Linked DNA regions of Macaca mulatta: region 2 is linked to region 1. The links are chromatin contacts, called in public Micro-C maps. All regions are on one chromosome and are shown on one strand. The core of a region is the stretch at or near the end of the contact, and the rest is flanking DNA. Distances in the headings are between cores, read along the strand shown. Region 1 holds the start of SLC5A3 (solute carrier family 5 member 3). Region 2 has its middle 16 kb from the start of ATP5PO.

Region 1 (4,454 bases), core at 1,068-3,567:
CATTTTTCGTTTCATAAGCCTAGAGTTAACATTTTAAATCCGTTTCCCCCCAAATAGTCCTCCTATTTTAGAATCCTATTTTCCTACACTGAAAGCAAGCAAACTGGTCTAAAACCTGGAAGTCTTTGTTTGTGACACATTTACAAGCTACAGATAGGTTTTTGAACAAATAAGTGAGAAACTGTTGTTTAATATTACTTTATTTAGGTCAAGGATCTCAACATAGCTTCACCATTGTACATAAGTCACCATTGTTACAGCCTTCTATCTACTGCCATGGGGCCTCTTTCTCCAAGAGGCAGTTCACCTTTATTACCTACTTTATAGGGTTTTTCTTTTTTTTTTTTTTTTTGCCCCCTTCCCTCATGCGGAAGATTTACGAGGAAGGTTATTAATTATTTTAACCAAATTACACTCGGTTGATCTGAACTAGAGTAAAAAATGGGTGCTCCACATCCAAAGGCTATGTTATTACAGGACATAAAAAAGTATGGTAAAAGACATACATTTAACTTATACTTGCAGCTATGTTAACCAAGATAACTGGCAACTATGGCAAAAACAAAGGGTAGTGCAAGTCTTCATTTCAAAGGTTTCAAAGGGTTACAGAATGCGCAAATATTATGCCTACAGGTTGCCTCTTTCAGTATCACCTGCTACCTCCCCAAGACAAGGAAAGTAAACAAACGGAATTTCAGTAACAAATTTCCCAGGTTCTACACTTCCTAAAACACATAGGTTAAAGGGAGGGCTTAAACAACTTCCACCTAATTAAAAATCTTCCCTTTTAATAATATTTTGTTTTCACTGCTCCTATCCTTTCCGAGTTACATATCCCGGTAAGGGAGGAGGAGGGCCAAGAGGGATATTCAAGAGGCTGAACAATACAATCTTAACTTCTTCCAAATCCATGAAGAACAAGCTGGGGGACACAATGGCATGCCTGACCAGGCTGTCTGGACCTGATAGAGAGGCACTCGAGTCCTTTCCCAGTTAACAGTATGCAAAGCACACTTCCTAACAATCTCCCGACGCTCCGTGATTGTTAGTTTATCAATTGAGCTTAAGTTCAATCAAACTTGGTAATACTCCTCGCAATTGACCCAGAGCCTGATTCAAACGTAAAAATCCGTCCACCCCTCTAGCGCTGTAGGAAGCTGTGCTTCCAAAGTTCGGACGTGGTACAATGATTTTTGTTTATTACACCTGGTGGAGGAAAAACACAAAACCATACACCAAACTACGTTACCGAATTCCGAATTCACGGGAGAATGGGGATTTCGGCGACGACTTGAGGAGTACATGACCCAGGACAGAGGACGAAGTGAGCTGCCTCCGGGCCGCGGGCCCCTGTCCTTGGCCACGCCGTCACCTGAAGGGAACGAGCTGCTGGTTCGCTTAGCATCCCTCCAAACGTGAAATCATCTACCTCAAGATCAATCAAAAGCAGGGGGAATAAAGTGTCTTCTGGAGGCGCAAGAAAGGCCACAACTTGGATGAATGAAACTGGGCTAAGGGCACCGGGAGCGGGATTTTCGCTGAAGTCAGAAAAAGAAAAGTCAAAGATTTTTTTTAACATGAGAGCGACTGCAAGAGACGGGGATACAGACAACTGCACAAACACGCTTTGGAGGAACGCTTTATTGGGCGCGGACGTTCCGGGCGGCCGGCGGGCGCTAGAGTGGAGGCGGGCGGCGGAGGCCGGCAGGCGGCGGAGCGGGACGCAGCAGGCGGCGGCGGGGCCGGCGACGAGGCAGCTTCACGACTGGCGGGGACGGGCCGGAGCCGGGCTGGGCGCTCGCGCGTGTCCTCCCGCGGACCTTCCACTGGACTCCCGAGGGCCGGCGCCTGGATCGGGGTCGGGGCCCGCTCGGGCCGCCCCGCCCCCGCCCGGCCGCTTGCGAGGCACACCCTCCCGGACCGCGCACACGCGCAGGCACACCCCCGCCTCCCGCGCGCACGCGGCCGAGCCCGACCGGCCCACGCGCGCCCCCTCCCCGCGGACGCCAGCCGCCCGCCCGCCGCCCTGGCCTCCTCGGAGGAGTGCAGGAAGGCCCGGGGTCCCGCGGCCAGGGCGCGCGGGGGACGGCGGCCTAGCGGCAGCGGGGGCGCCCGCGCGGGAAGACCGGCTCTGAGGGAAGGTCACTTACCCGCTGCATGGCTTTCAGGATTAAAGCCAGCTCGTAGCGGGGCATGCCTGGAGGATCGGCGAGTACGGCTCAGGAGCGAGCTGGTTCCCGGGACGCGAAGGGGCGGGACGACGGAGACAGTGGGGACCTAAAGACTGCCGGGCCGGACGGCTCCCAGGCGGCGAAAGCACGCTCCGGCCGCGCGAGCCCAGGCTTAAAGGCGCTGGCAGCTGCGCAGACGCCGCGCCACGCCCCCTCGGCGCGCCCCGCCCCGCCCGCGCGCCCAGCCGCCGCCCCGCCCCCTCTACGCCCGCGGGCAGCCGCCACGCCCCCTCCGCAGCCCCGCACCCGCCGCGCCGCCCCCGCCCCGACCCCAGCCCAGCCCGCCTGCCGCGGCTAGGGGCGGCGCTGCAGACTCGGCCCAGAGCCGCTCGCGGCGGCCGCACGCCCCCTCGCGACCCTGCCTCCCCCTACCCGCCTCCCGCCATGCCTGCTACCTAGCTCTCGAACCGGCTGGAACTTTCTATGCCTTCCTTCTCCCGGGCGGCGGGAGAGTGAGTGCCCGCCAGTGCGCGTGCGCTGCGGTGCGGTCTCGTCCGTGCGCGCGCCCCTCGCCCGCGACTCCCCGGCACTAGGGACCTTCCCGGCGGAAGGCGGGGTCGCGGCCGGCCCGGGGGCTCTGCGGCCAACGGCTGCTCGCGGGGGTTCTGGAACATTCCTGCTCGGGGTCGGTAGAGGGGTGACGCTTGCGCCCCCAGTCACAACCCTCAGGTCTGGCACGGCTGACCAGGCCCCCTACCCGGCGAGGGGCGCGCTGGCACAGGCCGTGGGCCGCGGCGCGCGGGCTCGGGTCTGATTCAGCCCCTTCGCGCTGCGTGACCTTGGGCCGGCTGCCTGTGCTGAAAGTGGGGACCCGATGCTTTGAGTGAGTTGATGCACGTAAACCTCCGAGGACGGTGCCTGGTACACACAGGCACGATATGGGCGTTTGTGGTGTGCGCCTGACCTGTCCCCACGTGTTGTAGCCGAGGGCAGGCGAACACCTTAACCCTATCTCATTTCTTTAAATGTTTGCTCAGCTCTCACTTAAAGGCTAGGCTGAGTGCTTGGGAGACCCTTTAGCAACTATCTGCGGTGGGCGGGGGCCGTGCCTTCTGCACTTCCCATCCCTTTACACACACACGGTTCTCCGCCCTCCAGCCAGTGGCTCTGCAAATGCAGTTTTATCCAGCGGCCTTTCTTAGAGATTAAGTACCCTGCAGCTGAGGCCGCTGCCCCTTGCTTGCCCCATTAAAAGCTCTGTAAGTGGAGTGTTTGTCAGCTTAAAGTGCTTTAATGTTAATAGGTAAAGTTTAGTGAACACTTACTCTGCACCAGGTCCCATGCCAAGGCTGGTGGATGTGTCTCCTAAAATTCTCACAACAGCCCTGAGGTGACAAAGATTCTTTGCTTGGCCAAACTTTAGTCAGGCTTCTGAATCTTCTGCTAGGCCCATCTGTGCACTTCCTTGTAAAATCCAATTCTAGCACAGAACCTCCATCCCCTCGTAGCAGATCAGGTTCCTCATCTTTCTCTATCCCCCAGTCATGTCTTTTCACTCTGGCCTGAGTTCTACAAGAATCCTTTAGGGCCGGGCGCGGTGGCTCAAGCCTGTAATCCCAGCACTTTGGGAGGCCGAGACGGGCGGATCACGAGGTCAGGAGATCAAGACCATCCTGGCTAACACGGTGAAACCCCGTCTCTACTAAAAAATACAAAAAACTAGCCGGGCGAGGTGGCGGGCGCCTGTAGTCCCAGCTACTCGGGAGGCTGAGGCAGGAGAATGGCGTGAACCCGGAAGGCGGAGCTTGCAGTGAGCCGAGATCCCGCCACTGCACTCCAGCCCGGGCGACAGAGCGAGACTCCGTCTCACAAAAAAAAAAAAAAAAAAACAAAAAAAGAATCCTTTAGATCGGTTTAGCCAGAATCCCTCTTAACCCGATGGTTCTTCTTAGTAATTTTACATGGCCATAAATTCCTACTTGCCCATGCTGCATTCAGAGTTGAGCCCACTCTCTCTCTGTCTCCCCTCTGCAAGACCGAGTTTCCCTGATCCCTGTACCCATCGCGTTGGTCCTGAATAAAGTCTTCCTTACCATGCTTTAGTAAGCATCATTGAGTAATTTTTTTAAAAAGAGGCAAGCACTGTTAACCCCATTTTAGGGATTAGGAAATACAGGCACAAAAAGTTTTGTAACTAGTCCAAGGTCGTAGTGTAATAGAAACAAAGTACTTTTAGCCATCACTCTACCCTTCTCACCTCTGGTTCTCCTACCACACAGATGA
Region 2 (4,454 bases), core at 1,404-3,903, 130 kb after region 1:
CTTCTGGACAGAACAATCCCGTCTTCATCTGCATTAATATTCATTCTGGTAAGTCTTACCAGAGATACTACTGGGGTAACTGAAACATTTGTACCTCCAAAAGAGCGTGTGACTTTAAGTGAAAATTGTTGAGCACCAAAGGCCATTCCACGGATTTTAAAATGCCACGGGATTAGGGGTAATCTTTAGCTTTTATGTTCTGCCAGTGAGAGGGCATTGAGTTTGTAGATTCCCAGGCATGACAGAAGCCAAGTCTCAGCTTCCGTGGGACTCACTTTTCATTCTGTAAACAACATACTCAGGCCTGTGCATATCAGAGTTTCAGCTTTACTTCTTTTCCCACAGTCCAAGCTGTTAATTTCCTCACTGTATTTTTATGAGTTATAAAAACATGAAATATCACAGAACTGTGATTACAGCATGACTCTAGATGTCCTTGTCTTTTCCTAAATCAAACTAAGTTAAGAATCAGGCCAACAAAACAATTATCCAGTTGACATGAGACCTCTGAGTTCAGACTTTTCTAAATGGAAGAGGAGGGGGGGAAAATCCAACTCAGCTGTATGTTGTCTTCTTCTAGATGTTTAACTTTTTTTTTTTTTTTTGAGACAGAGTCGTGCTCTGTCACCCAGGCCGGAGTGCAGTGGTGTGATCTCGGCTCACTGCAAACTCCACCCCCCGGGTTCAAGCGATTCTCCTGCCTTAGCCTCCTGAGTAGCTGGGATTATAGGTGCAAGCCACCATGCCTGGCTAATTTTTGTATTTTTAGTACAGACAGGGTTTTGCTATGTTGGCCAGGCTGGTCTCGAACTCCTGACCTCAGGTGATCCACCCATCTTGGCCTCCCAAAGTGCTGGGATTACAGGCATGAGCCACCGCGCCTGGCCTATAATTTTAAAATTATCATATATACCAGCAAAAAGAGTAGAGAGTCTTAATTGAAAGCTTTATCACACACACAAAAAAATTACTAAGTACCTACTATGTGCCAGAAACAGTAATGAGTTCCATGGTCTCTTGTGATGTAATTGAAAAGATTTAACCATTAAAACCATGAGAATTTGCCAGGGACTGTGGGGAAGAGGGAATGGAAAGTGGCCGTTAATGGGTATGAAGTTTCTTTGGGGCTGAAGAAAATGTTCCGGAACTAATGGTGACGGTTGTACAATCTTGTGAATATACTGAAAACCACTGAAATGTACGCTTTAAAAGGGTACAGAAATTTTATGGTATGTAGCATACCATAAAATTGAAAATAATTTTGAATAATTTGAAAAGTGAAATAATAATGACGCATCACAGTATCGTTAAAAGTAAAACTTCAGCCAAATTAAATCTAAACGAGTTTAATTGAGCAATGAACAATGCACAAATCGGGCAGCCCCCAGGATCACGGCCAATTCAGAGAGACTCCAGGGATGACTCGGGTCTGAACAAATTTATAGACAGAAAAAAAAAAGGAAGTGATGTACAGAAATCGGAGGTGAGATTCCAAAACAGCTGGATCGGTTACAGCACCGCGTTTGCCTTATTTGAACACAGTGTGAACACTCAGCAGTGTATGTATGAGTGGTTGAAGTAAGGCTGCTGGGATTGGCCAAGACTCAGCAATTGTTACAGCTGCATACTCCTAAATTAGGGTTTCAATCTCGTCATACTCCTAAATTAGGGTTTCAATCTGTTTCAAAGTTACGTTGCAGTTTGACCACAAGGACTCAAATATGGAAGTAGGAAGTCCGGGGCCAGGCACGGTGGCTCATGCCTGTAATCCCAGCACTTTGGGAGGGCGAGGTGGGCAGTTCACTTGAAGTCAGGAGTTTGTGACCAGCCTGGCCAACATGGTGAAAGCCCGTCTCTACTAAAAATATAAAAATTCAAAAAATTAGCTGAGCGTGGTGGTGGGCGCCTATAATCCCAGCTACTCAGGAGGCTGAGGCAGGAGAATCTCTTGAACCCAGGAGGCGAAGGCTGCAGTGAGCCAAGATCGTGCCACTGCACTCCAGCCTGAGCGACAAAGCTAGACTTCATCTCAAAAAAAAAAAAAAAACGAAGTAAGAAGTCCTTTTCAGGCCATATCCATATTTAGTTTGCTTTAGCAGTATTTTTTAAAGAGTTAAAAAACATGCCTGGGGGTGAGGTAGAGGAGAAATTCTCTTTCAAAACAGTTTTGCTACTGAGCAAAAACTAGAGTCAATTTCCCTGTCCTGTCACCACTACCCGGATTGGCTGCAGCCCTCCCTTAGCTGTTCCCACTGTAGGCCTTTGGCATCCCCAAACCCCCAGCTTTCTCTGGTTCAATGGACACCCCAGTCCACACACTGCAGTGGAAACCGTCTTAACTGCTTTGCCCCCAAGGATGTATGTTTCGAGAGAACGCTGCCTGGCTTACAACGTGGTTTGGAAATACGCTGCTGGCTGTGTTTTATGCGTTTTATCAAGTGTTTTTAACTTTGTACTAGCTGGAACCATGAAGGGCACAGTTTTAGAAGGTTGAAGTTAAATAATAATTTCACACCAGAAAATGTTCAGCAGGAGCCACCAAGCAGCAAGCTGCCGGGCAATGGTCAATATTCTTGAACCCCGGAGGCAGCCGCACAGCCAGAGTTTGCACAGTGGCCACTGGTAGTTTGGGGTTGGGTAATATAGCAGTTAAGCCTAGGGTCTTTGGAGGCAAGCTAACTGATTGGCCATATAGTCTCGGGCAAGATCATTCACCTCTCTAAACCTCAGTTTCCTCATCTGTAAAATGGGGATGATTTTATCTATAGGTATCCTATAGGTTTTGGGAGGATTGCATGAGTAAATGAGCATGAAGTGCTTAGGCAGTGCTAAGTAGACGCTGCTGTTAGAATTATTATGACTTCCTGAGCTGTTGTTTTCTTACTGTCCTTAAGAAAGGAAGGAAGGTGTTTGCCACATCTAACAACCTTCAAGGATGCTGGCAACTTCCTCGCTGGGTCTATTTTGATTGTCATCACACTTAGACATGTCACATTCTAAACTAAGACATTTCAGCTAAGGGGCATGGGTCCAGGGACATTCTGGGGGAACTTAGTTGAGATTCCAGGGTGAAACCAATAAACCAGGTCTTCACATTCTGCTACTGTTCATTGACTTTAGGCTTTAAGCAATCTAAGCCCCATTTTCAGGTTCTCAGAGACCCGTGCCAGATAGCTCAGAATCACATGAGGAGCTGGTTTAAATAGGAAATTCCTGGCCCCACCCAGGACTACTTCACCAAGCCTCTTGGGAAAGAATCTGCATTTCGACAGGCTCCTTGTTGCCTCTTCTGTGAGCTGGAGAGTGAGAACTGCAGCACTTGGGACAAACACAGTGGCTCACGCCCGTAATCCCAGAACTTTGGGAAGTTGAGGTGGGAGAATTGTTTGAGCCCAGGAGCTCAAGACCAGCCTGGACAACATGGCAAGACCCCAACTCTGCAAGAAATTAAAAAAATTAACTGGATGTGGTGGTGCACGCCTATGGTCCCAGATACTTGGAAGGTTGAGGTGGGAGGATTACTTGAGTCTGGGAGGTTGAGGCTGCAGTAAGCTTTGATCGCACCACCGTACTCCAGCTTGGGTGACAGAGCAGACCCTGCCTGACTCAAAAAAAAAAAAAAAAAAAAAAGTGGCGGGGAGCAAAAAGAACTGCAGCACTTGGACTTGAGAAACTGACCTCTACAGCCCAAGGGCATAAAACTAAGTGCCAGGCTCATGACAAGCGCTGAAGTCTCTTTTTTCTTTATGAATAGAAAAAAAAAAAAAAGACTAAATAAAATTGAAAAATAAACTTTCAAATGCTAACCAAAAATCATGAATGAATAAATGAAGGAGCCACACATATCTGTTTCTTCTTTGCGGCTCCTCACCGTATTGTCCCTGAAGGGGAAAGCATTAATATTTATTGAGGGGATTCTTCCTCAGTACAAAAGTAATGTGAGATTGATGCTTAAAACTCTGAAAACACAGAGAAACACTAAAGAAAAGACAAACAGGCTGGGTGTGGTGGCTCACGCCTGTAATCCCAGCACTTTGGAGGCCGAAGCAGGCAGATCACTTAAGGTCAGGAGTTCGAGACTAACCTGACCAACATGGTGAAATCCCGTCTTTACCTAAAATACAAAAATTATCTGGGTGTGGCAGCAGGCACCTGTAATCCCAGTTACTTGGGAGGCTGAGGCAGGAGAATCCCTTGAACCGGGAGGTAGAGGTTGCAGTGAGTCAAGATCGTGCCACTGCACTCTAGCCTGGGCGACAGACCGAGACTCCTCTGAAAAGAAAAGAAAAGAAAAGAAAAGAGAAAAGGAAAGAAGAGAAAAGAAAAGGAAAAAAAGAAAAGAAAAGTGTGAAATGAGGGGGATCATATATAATTGTTAGCTCCAGGGACACTTTAGAATAATGTGTTTAAAACTGTTTTATCTGGAGACTTAATGTACAGCATGGTGACTATAG

Evidence for each region. A called contact is a pair of places that touch in the nucleus more often than the background predicts.
Region 2: a Micro-C map of CD4 T cells shows a contact between it and region 1, with 9 times the contacts expected there. The contact joins the enhancer-like site here to the promoter of SLC5A3 in region 1. A contact is called at or near these places in 6 of 14 Hi-C or Micro-C datasets (CD4 T cells, cortical neurons, fetal cortex germinal zone and 3 more).

What each region holds. Positions count from the first base shown.
Region 1 is chr3:13,326,291-13,330,744 of T2T-MMU8v2.0, forward strand. It overlaps SLC5A3 (solute carrier family 5 member 3), which reads right to left and starts at 2,318. Exons shown (of 2, transcript XM_028845332.2): 1 at 2,151-2,318. It overlaps MRPS6 (mitochondrial ribosomal protein S6), which reads right to left and starts at 2,318. Exons shown (of 3, transcript XM_028845342.2): 1 at 2,151-2,318. The coding sequence starts at 2,195.
Region 2 is chr3:13,457,913-13,462,366 of T2T-MMU8v2.0, forward strand. No RefSeq gene overlaps it. Among named protein-coding and RNA genes, the nearest start is that of ATP5PO, 16 kb to the right of the region's middle. Within about 2 kb of position 2,654, at least 14 of the 40 cell types and tissues checked have an H3K27ac peak or open chromatin away from gene starts, as enhancers often do. A contact at or near this core is called in CD4 T cells, where this site is marked.